3 separate regions of the Mus musculus genome follow, and regions 1 and 2 are each linked to region 3. The links are chromatin contacts, called in public HiChIP or PLAC-seq maps. All regions are on one chromosome and are shown on one strand. The core of a region is the stretch at or near the end of the contact, and the rest is flanking DNA. Distances in the headings are between cores, read along the strand shown. Region 1 has its middle 12 kb from the start of Gm40113. Region 2 has its middle 27 kb from the start of Gm40113. Region 3 overlaps Trim33 (tripartite motif-containing 33).

Region 1 (3,747 bases), core at 1,049-3,548, 100 kb after region 3:
CTACTTTGATAGTGAGACAGTAGAAAAGGAAAACAGAGTAGTGACCAAGCCAGCTCTGTCAGTCAACAGGTTCTCCAGCACGGGAGTGAGGATTCAAAAGAGAAAAGACAGACAACATTGTAGCATGACCCCAGTCAATTCTGAGACTGAAGGCAGGTTGATGTTTCCCAATCTGCTTTTATACCATTTTAATTACATGCAAGTATTAAGGGCGAGCAGTACAGTAAGGAACTAGCAAGGCAGTAAGCAAATTCTTGTGATTACTCCTGTGATAGATGTTTCCAAGGACTCGTCAGATGACCAAAATACCTGAGTCTACTTCCTTGTCCAAGCCCCAAATCCAATTCTTGCCTACTTCTTTTGTTCCACCCCAAGATTAAGATTTCTGCCTGAAGCCCATTTCCTTGTCCTTGACCAACGTCAGATTCCCGCCAAGCAGCACCCAAAGGCTCTCCACAGTGTAGAGGGTAGAAGCTATGTCTGTCATTATGAGATGAGTTCTGAACTCACAACAAGCAGCAGTGGGTACAAAAAGGGGATCTTGTGGCATGTTTGAAGTAAGTGAATGTTACCTAGTGACCACTTGGCTAGAAATGGATGAGAGAGGGGTCAAAGACAATAACTGAATCTGAGAATCTGCAGGACATTCAGGTGGAAGTGTCACCTGTCGTGACTGAACAAAGGATACAGTGTGTCATTGACACTGCGGGAATGGATGGCAGATTAGCTGACCCAAGACAGAGCTTTAGGGAACCACACCACTCAAGAAGCCAGTCAATGAGAAGTGGCCTATAAAAGCCCATAGACTGGTAGAACAAGTGGGAAGAGCATTAAAACACGCTAGAGAGCAATCAACACTGCACAGGATGTACAAAGCCATGGCAGCTCACAGGAAGATCACCACTTAAGATGGCTGAGTCTCTGTTAGATCAACTGTAAAAGTTGGCTGAACTAAAAGGTCTCTGAAGTACTCTTTGTCTCTGAGCATCTCAGTCTATTCAAATTTTAACCTGTGCTCGTTCATGTGATAGATGCCATAACACACAGGGCACAAGCTCTTCTCTAGGAGTCTAGACTGACTCATGTGTACACCCACACACAAGCAAACACAAACACAGCACGTACACATGCACAGGCTACGCACACATGCATGTACACAGGTACACACACACAGAGGGAACAAATGAGTGGGTTGCAAATCCAGAGGAGGAGGCAGAGTACTGAACAGTGAGCCTACCATGCTCCATGGAGAAAATGGCTGTGGGATGAGGTGACAGAGCAGGGGAGTGAAGGCATAGGCAAAGGTCTGCTTTTACTTACTGACTGAACTGGATGGCCTTTGCTGGGAACTCGTGAGAAGTCAGGTTTTAGATAGGCAAGATAAAGCCTGTCTATCCAGTAAGCCAGAGAATGGAGAACTATTAGAGACCCTTTGGCCAGATAATATGCCATAGGACACACTTTTTTTTATTCGTGTGTTTGTTGGTCCTAGGGATGAGCCTTTCATATGCTGATCACATCTTCTGCTCAGCTATGGAATATATATGGAATATACTTTCAGTTTTATTATTATTATTGGATGAAGATATTTAGGGGGAAAATATCTCATTCTGAAGCCCAGGCTGGCCTTGACTTGAGAGTACTCAAGGAGGCTGACTCCTTCCCCAGTGCTGGGATTACAGGAAAGTACCACCATTCCTGGATGATATCGTTCTACAGTGTTGGTGACTGAGTCCAGGGCCTTGTGTATGCCAAGCAATGCTCAATCGCTGAGCAACATGCCTGTCATAGATTTTGTTTTGTTTTTGCTTTGCTTTTAGACAAACAGGGTCTCATATAGCCTGAGCTGGCCTTGAACTCTTGATCTCCTTGCCTTCCTGTCTCAAACTCAAAGATTACAGACACTCAGCTACACTTTTTTTTTTTTTTTTTTTTCCTTCTTGAGACAAAGTCCTGGCTGTGCAGGAGTTCACTCATTAGACCAGGCTGGCCTTGATTTTACAGAGATCTCATTGCCTCTGCCTCCCAGATACTGGGATTAAAGATGTTTGCTACCATACCCTATAGAGCACAGTTCACAGATAAGCACTGGAGAAATCAGAACTGTTAAACACAGGCCTCTTTTTCCACCCAAAAGCCTCTGAATGGCCGTGCTAATACCTGGAGATCTTTTACTAGTCTATGAAGCCAGCCTTTACCTGAATCCCCACCCCCCACCCCCCAAAAGCCGAGCAATCCTCTCAGTCAATAGAACCTTTTGTTCATGACAAATCCTTCCTCCCTGGAGCTAGTCAATAGAACCCATTCTTATGGTAAGGTCACAGGTAAGAGCAAACCGGATGGGCTTAGCAGGGGAGTTTGCTTGTAGCCCAGCCTGAAGTTTTATTGTGATAATTTCAAAAGTTCCATTGTGTTTAAATACGCAAGAAAACTGTCTTTAATCCCAGCACTCAGAAGACAAAGGACCTCTGTGAGTTCGAACCAGCCGGGTCTACAAAGTGAGTTCCAGGACAGCCATGGCTGTTACACTGGGAAACTCTATCTTGGGAAAACAACAACAAAGGAGGCTTGGTCAGAAGTTTTCCCCCCAGTAGGGGCTTGACTTCCATTTTTACCTCACAGAGCTTGTTTCCTTCCTGCCAATACGCATGGCTACTACACCACAACTATTTTTAGATATGCATGTCCAATATATATTAGAGGAAGTGTGTAGAGGTCAGAAGACAACTTATGGGAGCTGGTTATTGATAGGTTATTTCTCGGCCACCAGTGAGATGAGCCAATTCAAACCAGATTATACTGAAGGTAGGTTTATTGGGAAGCTGCACATGGACAAATTCCCTGGCCCCAAGGATTAAGCCAGAGGAGTCGCCATGAGGGCCAGAGGAAGAGAAAGAAAAGGCTTGCACCTGCAGAGAGAAGAGGAGGAGGAGGAGGAGGAGGAGGAGGAGGAGGAGGAGGAGGAGGAGGAGGAGGAGGGAAAAGAATGTCTGGATTACATAGGGAAGAGCCTCTTGGGGCTCCAGAGCATCATCCCAGCTCCAGGGCTACATGAAGGAACCGCACAGGGCCACTGTACAGGGCCTTCCCACCGTACAGCTCAGATTAGCTTCTGCTCAGCCCTACCTCCTCGGTTCTTATACTCTCTAACAATAAGCTTCCTGCATTTGTATTTCCACCTCAGAGTTTGTCTCCTGGGGAACGAATCACATAACAATTACAATTTTCATGTAACTTTTCATCTTGCTACTTAACAATTTAACTGTTGAAAAATTTTTATGGTTCATTTACAGCAACATTCCTCAGTAAATTTTGACATCAAGATCTTTCTTGCTGATGGTTGGTTATGTGCTTGTGTGCTTGGTTGCTTAGTGCTGGAAATCAAGTCCAGGGTCCTTGTGCTTGCTGGGACCTCCTAACACTTTGTAGCCTCATCCCCAATAAGAGTGTGGCATCTAAGATCTAATGCCCCTTTGGCAAGACATGTCCGTCTAGTGAGATCTCTGTAGAGGAGCAGCCACAGTCCGTTAGGCGTTCATCATCATGCACACCAGTCAAAAGAAAACAATGAACTGGTGTGAACTATATCTTGGAAGGACGTATCACCCTCGGTTAACAGGATGTATTGCTGGGTACTTCTACAGCACTCACTGGAAAGCCCACAAGTATACTGCAGAGGAAGTCCACACTTGCAACTTTCACATGGTATCATTTAGGGTTAAAGAGGAAGTGTGACATCATTTGGTT
Region 2 (3,719 bases), core at 408-2,907, 85 kb after region 3:
TTAAATGAACAAAATTTCAAATAATATTTTTATCCTATTGTATATGCCAAAGTTAAAATATTGCATATTTCAAGAATATTTGTTACAAACACAAATTTTAAATTTAATGATTCCATAACAGATACCCTAACCCTAATATTGACAATTTGTGAACAATACTGTTTTTTCCTTGATAGTTTTACTATATATGTGTATATGCATATACTATATATATGTGCATATATATAGTGTATATATATTCACACATAAAATTAGATATTAAACTATATAATCTCATAACACTAGTTACAAGAAAAAAGTCATTATATCTATTATTAGTTATCCCAATAGCAGAATTAGCCCAAGTGAATATTGACAACATGTGGAGCAAAGCTAAGAAATCATATAAGAATATCTCTACTTTCAGGCCAATCCTAAAATTAATCTTTTGAGGGGGTCCAGCAGGTGTCAGAAAGCTTAAGAGAACAGGTGCAGATTGCCTTATCAACCCGGCTCAGACTGCAGAGAATCTAACACCAGGTGGTTTATTGTAGGCATATTTAAACACAATAGAATTTGGAAAATAGTCTCCAGGCTACAATAATTCCCATAATCATTGCAATGTCAGGTGCATAATAAAGCTTAAAGTGTGACTACCTAGAAACTCTTTCACAAAGAACATGTGGCCATGAGGGTGGATCCTATAGCTAAAAGGCTTAGAATCCAATATGGCCTCCGACTGGTCAGAATGGCGGTCAGCAGGCCATAAAGTACACTTGACATCTCCCCTAGGGCTGGGTAATGGTCTAGGGAAGGAAGGATCTGGAATAATCATTCTATGGAATTAGGGCGAGGTCTGTCCCCACAGATAACAAAAAGCCCCCGCGCCGCCCCCACTCTCAGCTTTCTGGATGGAATGCAGTTGCTTGATTTTACCTCCTCCTCCGTTGAGGAGAAACCCTGTGATTGACACTCCTGCTTCTCTTAGGGCTTCTCTGGGAGCTCGGGGCCCTCATGGCCTCTGCACTCTTTTAAATTTACATTTTAAGTTGTCCTAGCAAAAGTAACATAGACAACTCCTGAGCATTTAATAAAAGCGTATTCTTAACAATTTAATCACTTTAAAAACTCAACATATTAGTTTACTTTTTAAAGTCAACATGACAGAAGACACTTCTATGACTTGCTAATGTTGTGTAAGAGAAGGCAGGGTAAAGAAATGGTCATTCCGTGATTTAGGGGAAGGTTTTTATTGGGAGAGGGAGGGGGAGGGCGAGGCGGGAGGGAGAGCACAAGCAGCTGGAGGAATCTGGATAAATCCAAAGGAGCAAGAAAAAGAAACAGACTGGCCATGGCCGGGGGTTGGGAAGCAGGTGCGGAAATCCTCTGGGTTCTGAGGGGAGGAGGAGCTGGAGGGAGGACGGCCCGTGTACTGGCGCAGCCTGGGTTTAAGGTGAAGGAGGAAAGAGCCAGAATGTTAACCGGGACTGAGTGGGCTGGGAGGCTAGCATGGACTTGGATTTGCAGCTACAGGTACACATATGGAAAGGGAGGTGGTCCTCTGGCTGGCAGAAACCCATTTCGAAGTTTCCTGGTTAAGGCTGGCTGTAAGCGCTTAGCAGTCCATCTAGAATCCCGCTCGAGCTGAGCCAAGCCTGCCATTTCTGTACATATGCACGGCCTCCTGGGGGTTTCCTTTGGACCTGACATGCTGACTCTCAGTGTCATGGGTTGTAGAGATTGTAGAGAAGTCTTGTCACTTCTCACTATGAAACGAAAATTTAAAATTTTCTGACAAAGTTGCACACTTAACATTTTACATGCATCACAGCCTTAATAAAAATTTCATATTTTACATTTGCATATTAAGAATATTCCTGGGGCCAGGCTTGGTGGCGCTTGCCTTTTATCTGAACATTTGGGAGGCAAATCAAAAGCAGAGACAGGAAAACAAGAAGAGTATGAGGCCAGCCTGATCTACACAGTGGAGTTCTAGGCTAGCCAGAGCTATACAGTAAGATTCTATCTAAAAAGTAGGGGGTTGTGGGGACTGCAGAGATGGCACAGCAGTTAAGAACACTAGGCTTCCAGAGCACACAAGTTTGATGCCAAGCACCCGCGTGGCCGCTCACAACTGTGTAACTCCAATTCTAGGGGTTTCTAGTGCCCTCTCCTGGTCTCCTTGGGGACTGCATCACATACATAGTACACAGACACAAGCAAAAACACCCTTACACATAAAATAGAGAAATAAAAACATTGGGGAAAAAGAAAGGAAGGGAGAAAGGGAGGGAGAGGGAGGGAGGGAGGGGAGGAAGGAAAGAACTAAGGAATGAGCAAATGAACGGATGGACTGACAGGAGAAAGAAAGGATGGAAGCAAGAAAGAAAAAGTAAAGAAGACTGAGGTGCAAAGTCTGATGACCAGCGTTTGATCCTTAAAACCCAAACCCACATAGAAAAAGGAGAGGACAGACTGAGCTGTCCTGACACCCACCCAGTTACCCCCGTACATATGCACACCAACACACACATACACACACACTCACACACACATACACTCACACACACACACACACACATACACTTAATAAGTAAAAATGTAATGCAAATAAAAAAACACTGGCAAAATGGCTCAGCAGCTCAAAGGACTTGTTACACAGCCTGGAGAACTGGGTTCAATTTCTGGAACACACAAAAAACCAGCTGTGGTTTCAAACATCTCTAATCCAGGTGCTCCTGTGATAAGAGGCCTGGTGGCCAAGCCTGGCTTGTTTGGGCTGCTGGGTCCTATGACCCCAACAACTCCTATTGTTATTTTGGTGATTTGCAGCCAAGAATAAATACACATAAAACATGTGTGTCCTTTCTCATGTCCACCAGTCCCCAACAGGATAATTAAACAAACTTTGCTGAAAAGCAGAAAAGGGAATGCTTGGGAAGATGAAAACTAAGTGTCCTGGTGTCCACCTGCCTCCCACAAGCACCCTGAAATCCATCCTCAGGCTTCCTGACACATGACTTAGAGAGGTCAGGGATGTGCATAAGGAAGCCGTCCTGGTCAGGATGCAATCCTGCCTTTATCTCTGTCTCTGGTCCAGCCTTCTCCTGCAAGGAGGTCTAAAAAGTTGACAGATCTTTAACATAAAATTTACAGATAGGAGACAAATCTCCCTTCTGGCTAGCACCAGGGTCCCAGATTTTTTTCTTCCCCCAGAATGAGCCTCCTGGGGAAATTGTAATTTTATGGGACTTACAGTTTTAATTAATTTACTAGTTAAATTATTATTGCGTGAGTGTGTGAACATGTGTGAACGGTCAAAGGTCAGATCCCAGGAGTTGTTTCTCTCCATTTGCAGTGGGCTGTTAGGTCAAATGTGGATAGTCAGGCCTGTGTATAAGTGCTTCTGTTTACTGATACGCCTTGCTATCCCTGAAGTCCATTGTTTCAATATTTGGAGAGCCAAACAGTGAAAGAAAAAATGTAGCATTAGAGTACCTTCAGACCTTCCAAAAGGGTTCTATTGCATCACCTGGTTCCCCAGGTCCTAGAGACACTAGCAAAGTAGGGTATGGGATCAGGAGCTGAAGACAAATGGATCATATCACAGAATCAGTCTTGGAGCCGCAGTGATGGCTCAGCAGGTACCAGCACTTGTTGTACAAGCGTAAAGACCCAGAATCCAGGTAAAAACACTCATTTCTGTCATCCCAGGACTGTGAGACCCACAGAACAAGAAG
Region 3 (3,319 bases), core at 306-2,805:
TTTTTTAAGAAAACAGCAAGACAGCAACTATATGTATCGTACCTGAGACATCTTCTTTTTTCCTGATCAGGTGGTCTTTAGTGAATTTTACTCTTTGATGTGCTTCAATGCATGTCTTACACAGCCACTCTCCACATTCTACACAAAAACCAACTGCACTTGCATTATCTTCACAACTAGTACATACCTAAAAAAGAAATAAACACTAATCTATATTACATTTGCCAAATGTAGATTAACAAAATAACTGAAAACTTTGTAACTTGCTCTTAAAAACCATTAATTATACAAAAGCATAAAATCACTGTTATTCATTTAATCTTCAAAAACATTTCTTTAGCAATAACATTTAGATAGGTAAAAATCTAATATTCAGAACATAAATCTATATAAAACTTAACTTTTTAAATAATAACTATTTTATTCTACCAAGTCTTAGGGTGTGGAAGAGTAATCTTTATTTCTAATTTGAAAGATAGAGCTATAGCAGAAGTACCTAAATTACTTAAATATTGTTTCTTATAATTTACATTTAACCACAAGAAAAATATATATGAGTATAGAGAGAACCTGAGGTGCATACCTGTTCTGATTTCTCATCAGAGCTGCTAGGAGCTTCAGATGTGTCTTTCACAAAATAATTATCCACAAGATCTATCTGTCTACATTCTTGACGACATACTGGACACCGTATTACACCAACTTTAAAAAAAAGAAGAGGAAGCAGGGGTTAATGTTCTTCAAAAGGAAAAGCAGGAAAGTCTGCATAAAGCCCATTTGGAAACCACTTGTGTACTACAAAAAAAGACCAAAGACATGAACAAAGCAGTTTGAGTTATTTCCCTGGAGAAAAATGATACCCATCTGGGAAAGGAAAACATGTATTAAAATGCTCCCACTAGAAATTTTTATTAAAATACAGAATTAGCTGACAGTCCTAAAAGAAATGCTAATCTTTCAAAGCCTATAAATGGATAAAAGAAACTGCAGCTGGGCAGTGGTGACACATGCCTTTAATCCTAGTACTTGGGAGACAGAGGTAGGCGAATCTCTGAGTTCAAGGCCAGCCTAATCTGCATAGTTCCAGGACAACTGGGGTTACATAATTAAGGCCCTGTCTCAAAAAGGGTGGGGGAGGAGGAAGATCTCATCAAGGTGCTTAATATAGAATGATTTCTGAATTATTCAGAGTGAACCTGTAAGAATGAGGCAGGTGTGTGTATGTATTCAGGTACCCAAAGGAGATTTAAAAAAAAAAAAAAAAAGGTGTTAGGGGCTGGGCGTGGTGGCGCACGCCTTTAATCCCAGCACTTGGGAGGCAGAGGCAGCCGGGATTTCTGAGGCCAGCCTGGTCTACAGAGTGAGTTCCAGGACTGCCAGGGCTATACAGAGAAACCCTGTCTCAGAAAACAGACAAAACAAAACAAAAACAAAAACAAAAAGGTGTTAGGTCTTTGGGAGCTGAAATTACAGGCAGTTTTAATTAAGCCTTGGATGAATGCTGGGAACTGAACTCTGGTCCTCTGGAAGAAGAGCAAACATTCTTAGCCACTGAGTCACCACTCTAGCACTCAGACGCAGACGCAACAGCACAACAGCTGAATCAGAAGACTAGAATGATGTGCCAAGAAAGGTACCCACTAAAAGCTAAGAAGACAATGAATGAATTCTTCACCCAAAACCTGTGCAATCAGTCCTGACGACGTTCCTCCAGAGCTTTTAAGAGTACGAGGTGTATGTATTCTAAATCAAGCTCTTCACGCAAGAGGAAGAAAATAAACAAGCATTCTATAAAGATTAGTTTGGTACTTAATATAATCTATACGATTGTAGGAGAAAAAGCACCCATGCTTTTATCTATTCATGTTTTACTATCTATTAGACAGGATAAACTGCTGAGGTAATATATGAAACTTAAGGAATTAAAAATTAATGCAGAAATCAATAAAACAAACTACTGGCATGTCAACCATGGCACTGGAAGGTGCATATACAACACAAATGACATGGTCTAGGCTGATGATATGGCTCAGCAGTTATGAACAGACCACACTTCCAGGGAACCTGGGTATGATTTCAGCACCCATGTCAGTAAACTCAAAACTGCCTGTAACTACAGTTCCAAGGTGATCCAATGCCTGTGGCCTCCAAGAGAACCTGCACTTATGTGCACATATCCACATACACACAAACACACATACACATAGCTTAAGAATAAAAGACATTATGCTGGATATGATGGAAGGTGTTGCTAATCCTAAAACCTGAGAGACAGAATCATCCTAAGTTCAAGGCCAGTCTGGACTACATAGCAAGACCCTATCCCCAAACAAATAAGCAAAACAAAACAAATATAATCCAAAGACTAAATTTAGTGTTCTTTATGGTGTATAACACACAACTCTAGAAAACACCATATGTAAAGACCAAGGTATAACAAAGTCTCCAAGAATTGCAAAGTACACAAACCGCAGAATCTATACAATCATTCTGACAGAAAGTGAAAATGTAAACAAAGTTCTCAACCTATCCAGGTGTCCTGGGAAGCATATGTAGTTCCAGCTACTCAGGAGGCTGATGCACAAGAATCACTTGAATGTGGACACTCAGCCTGGACAACTAAAGACTCACCCCACCCCCTTTTTTCATCCACTTGGCAGTACACACACCCTCATTCTAAAGCAGTTGCTCTCAGCCTTCCTGATGCTGACGCCCTGTGCTACAGTTCTTTGTGTCGTGGTGACCCCCAACCAGAACATTATTTCATTGCTACTTTATAACCGTCATTTTGCTGCTGTTATGAATCCTAATGTTTTCAAATGGTCTTAGGCAACCTCTGTGAAAGAACTGTTTGACACTCCACACGGGGTTGAGACCCACAGGTTGAGAACTGCTGTTTTACAGTATTTCCCAGAGGCATACACACACTATGAAAACAAGCCAAAAAAGATGGAGTTGCTTGTATCGGCCTTTTGAAAAGTAGCTAAAAGCCAAGAGCTTAGGAAGAGTGCTTTAAGAACATGGTTACCTAGCACTAATTGTCTTTTAAACTCCGTCCCTACTTTAATTTCATTTATTATATTTGTTTCAGATATAAAAATATTCCACTTCAAAATGTAATATTTTAAAATAGAAAATGGGGAAATGGAACAGGTCTGGCAGAAAATACTGTTCTTTACATTCTCTTAGTTCATATGATAATGGCGTTTTCAAACTGGAGGAAATGCCATACAACTTTTAGTACTACTAGCTTTAAAAAAATCAGTAAAATATAGAATAAGATTATATTTACTAAGAGTTCTTAAGACTTAAAAGGCTT

The links. HiChIP or PLAC-seq counts read pairs in DNA pulled down with a chosen protein or histone mark.
Region 1: an H3K27ac HiChIP or PLAC-seq map of embryonic stem cells shows a contact between it and region 3, with 11 read pairs. The contact joins two enhancer-like sites. A contact is called at or near these places in 1 of 15 datasets of contacts at CTCF or cohesin (the NIH/3T3 cell line), 2 of 484 Hi-C or Micro-C datasets (bone marrow-derived macrophages and nephron progenitors), 7 of 115 datasets of contacts at active chromatin or transcription factors (CD8 T cells, embryonic stem cells, epiblast stem cells and 2 more) and 1 of 9 other capture datasets (liver).
Region 2: a contact with region 3 is called in an H3K27ac HiChIP or PLAC-seq map of embryonic stem cells, with 5 read pairs. The contact joins two enhancer-like sites. A contact is called at or near these places in 1 of 15 datasets of contacts at CTCF or cohesin (the NIH/3T3 cell line), 1 of 484 Hi-C or Micro-C datasets (nephron progenitors), 4 of 115 datasets of contacts at active chromatin or transcription factors (embryonic stem cells, extraembryonic endoderm stem cells and trophoblast stem cells) and 2 of 9 other capture datasets (adipose tissue and liver).

What each region holds. Positions count from the first base shown.
Region 1 is chr3:103,206,587-103,210,333 of GRCm38.p6, reverse strand. No RefSeq gene overlaps it. Among named protein-coding and RNA genes, the nearest start is that of Gm40113, 12 kb to the right of the region's middle. Within about 2 kb of position 2,298, at least 32 of the 459 cell types and tissues checked have an H3K27ac peak or open chromatin away from gene starts, as enhancers often do. A contact at or near this core is called in embryonic stem cells, epiblast stem cells and trophoblast stem cells, where this site is marked.
Region 2 is chr3:103,222,364-103,226,082 of GRCm38.p6, reverse strand. No RefSeq gene overlaps it. Among named protein-coding and RNA genes, the nearest start is that of Gm40113, 27 kb to the right of the region's middle. Within about 2 kb of position 1,657, at least 8 of the 459 cell types and tissues checked have an H3K27ac peak or open chromatin away from gene starts, as enhancers often do. A contact at or near this core is called in embryonic stem cells, where this site is marked.
Region 3 is chr3:103,307,692-103,311,010 of GRCm38.p6, reverse strand. It overlaps Trim33 (tripartite motif-containing 33), which reads right to left. Exons shown (of 20, transcript NM_053170.3): 2 at 584-702; 3 at 43-187. Among named protein-coding and RNA genes, the nearest start is that of Trim33, 30 kb to the right of the region's middle. Within about 2 kb of position 1,555, at least 21 of the 459 cell types and tissues checked have an H3K27ac peak or open chromatin away from gene starts, as enhancers often do. A contact at or near this core is called in embryonic stem cells, epiblast stem cells and trophoblast stem cells, where this site is marked.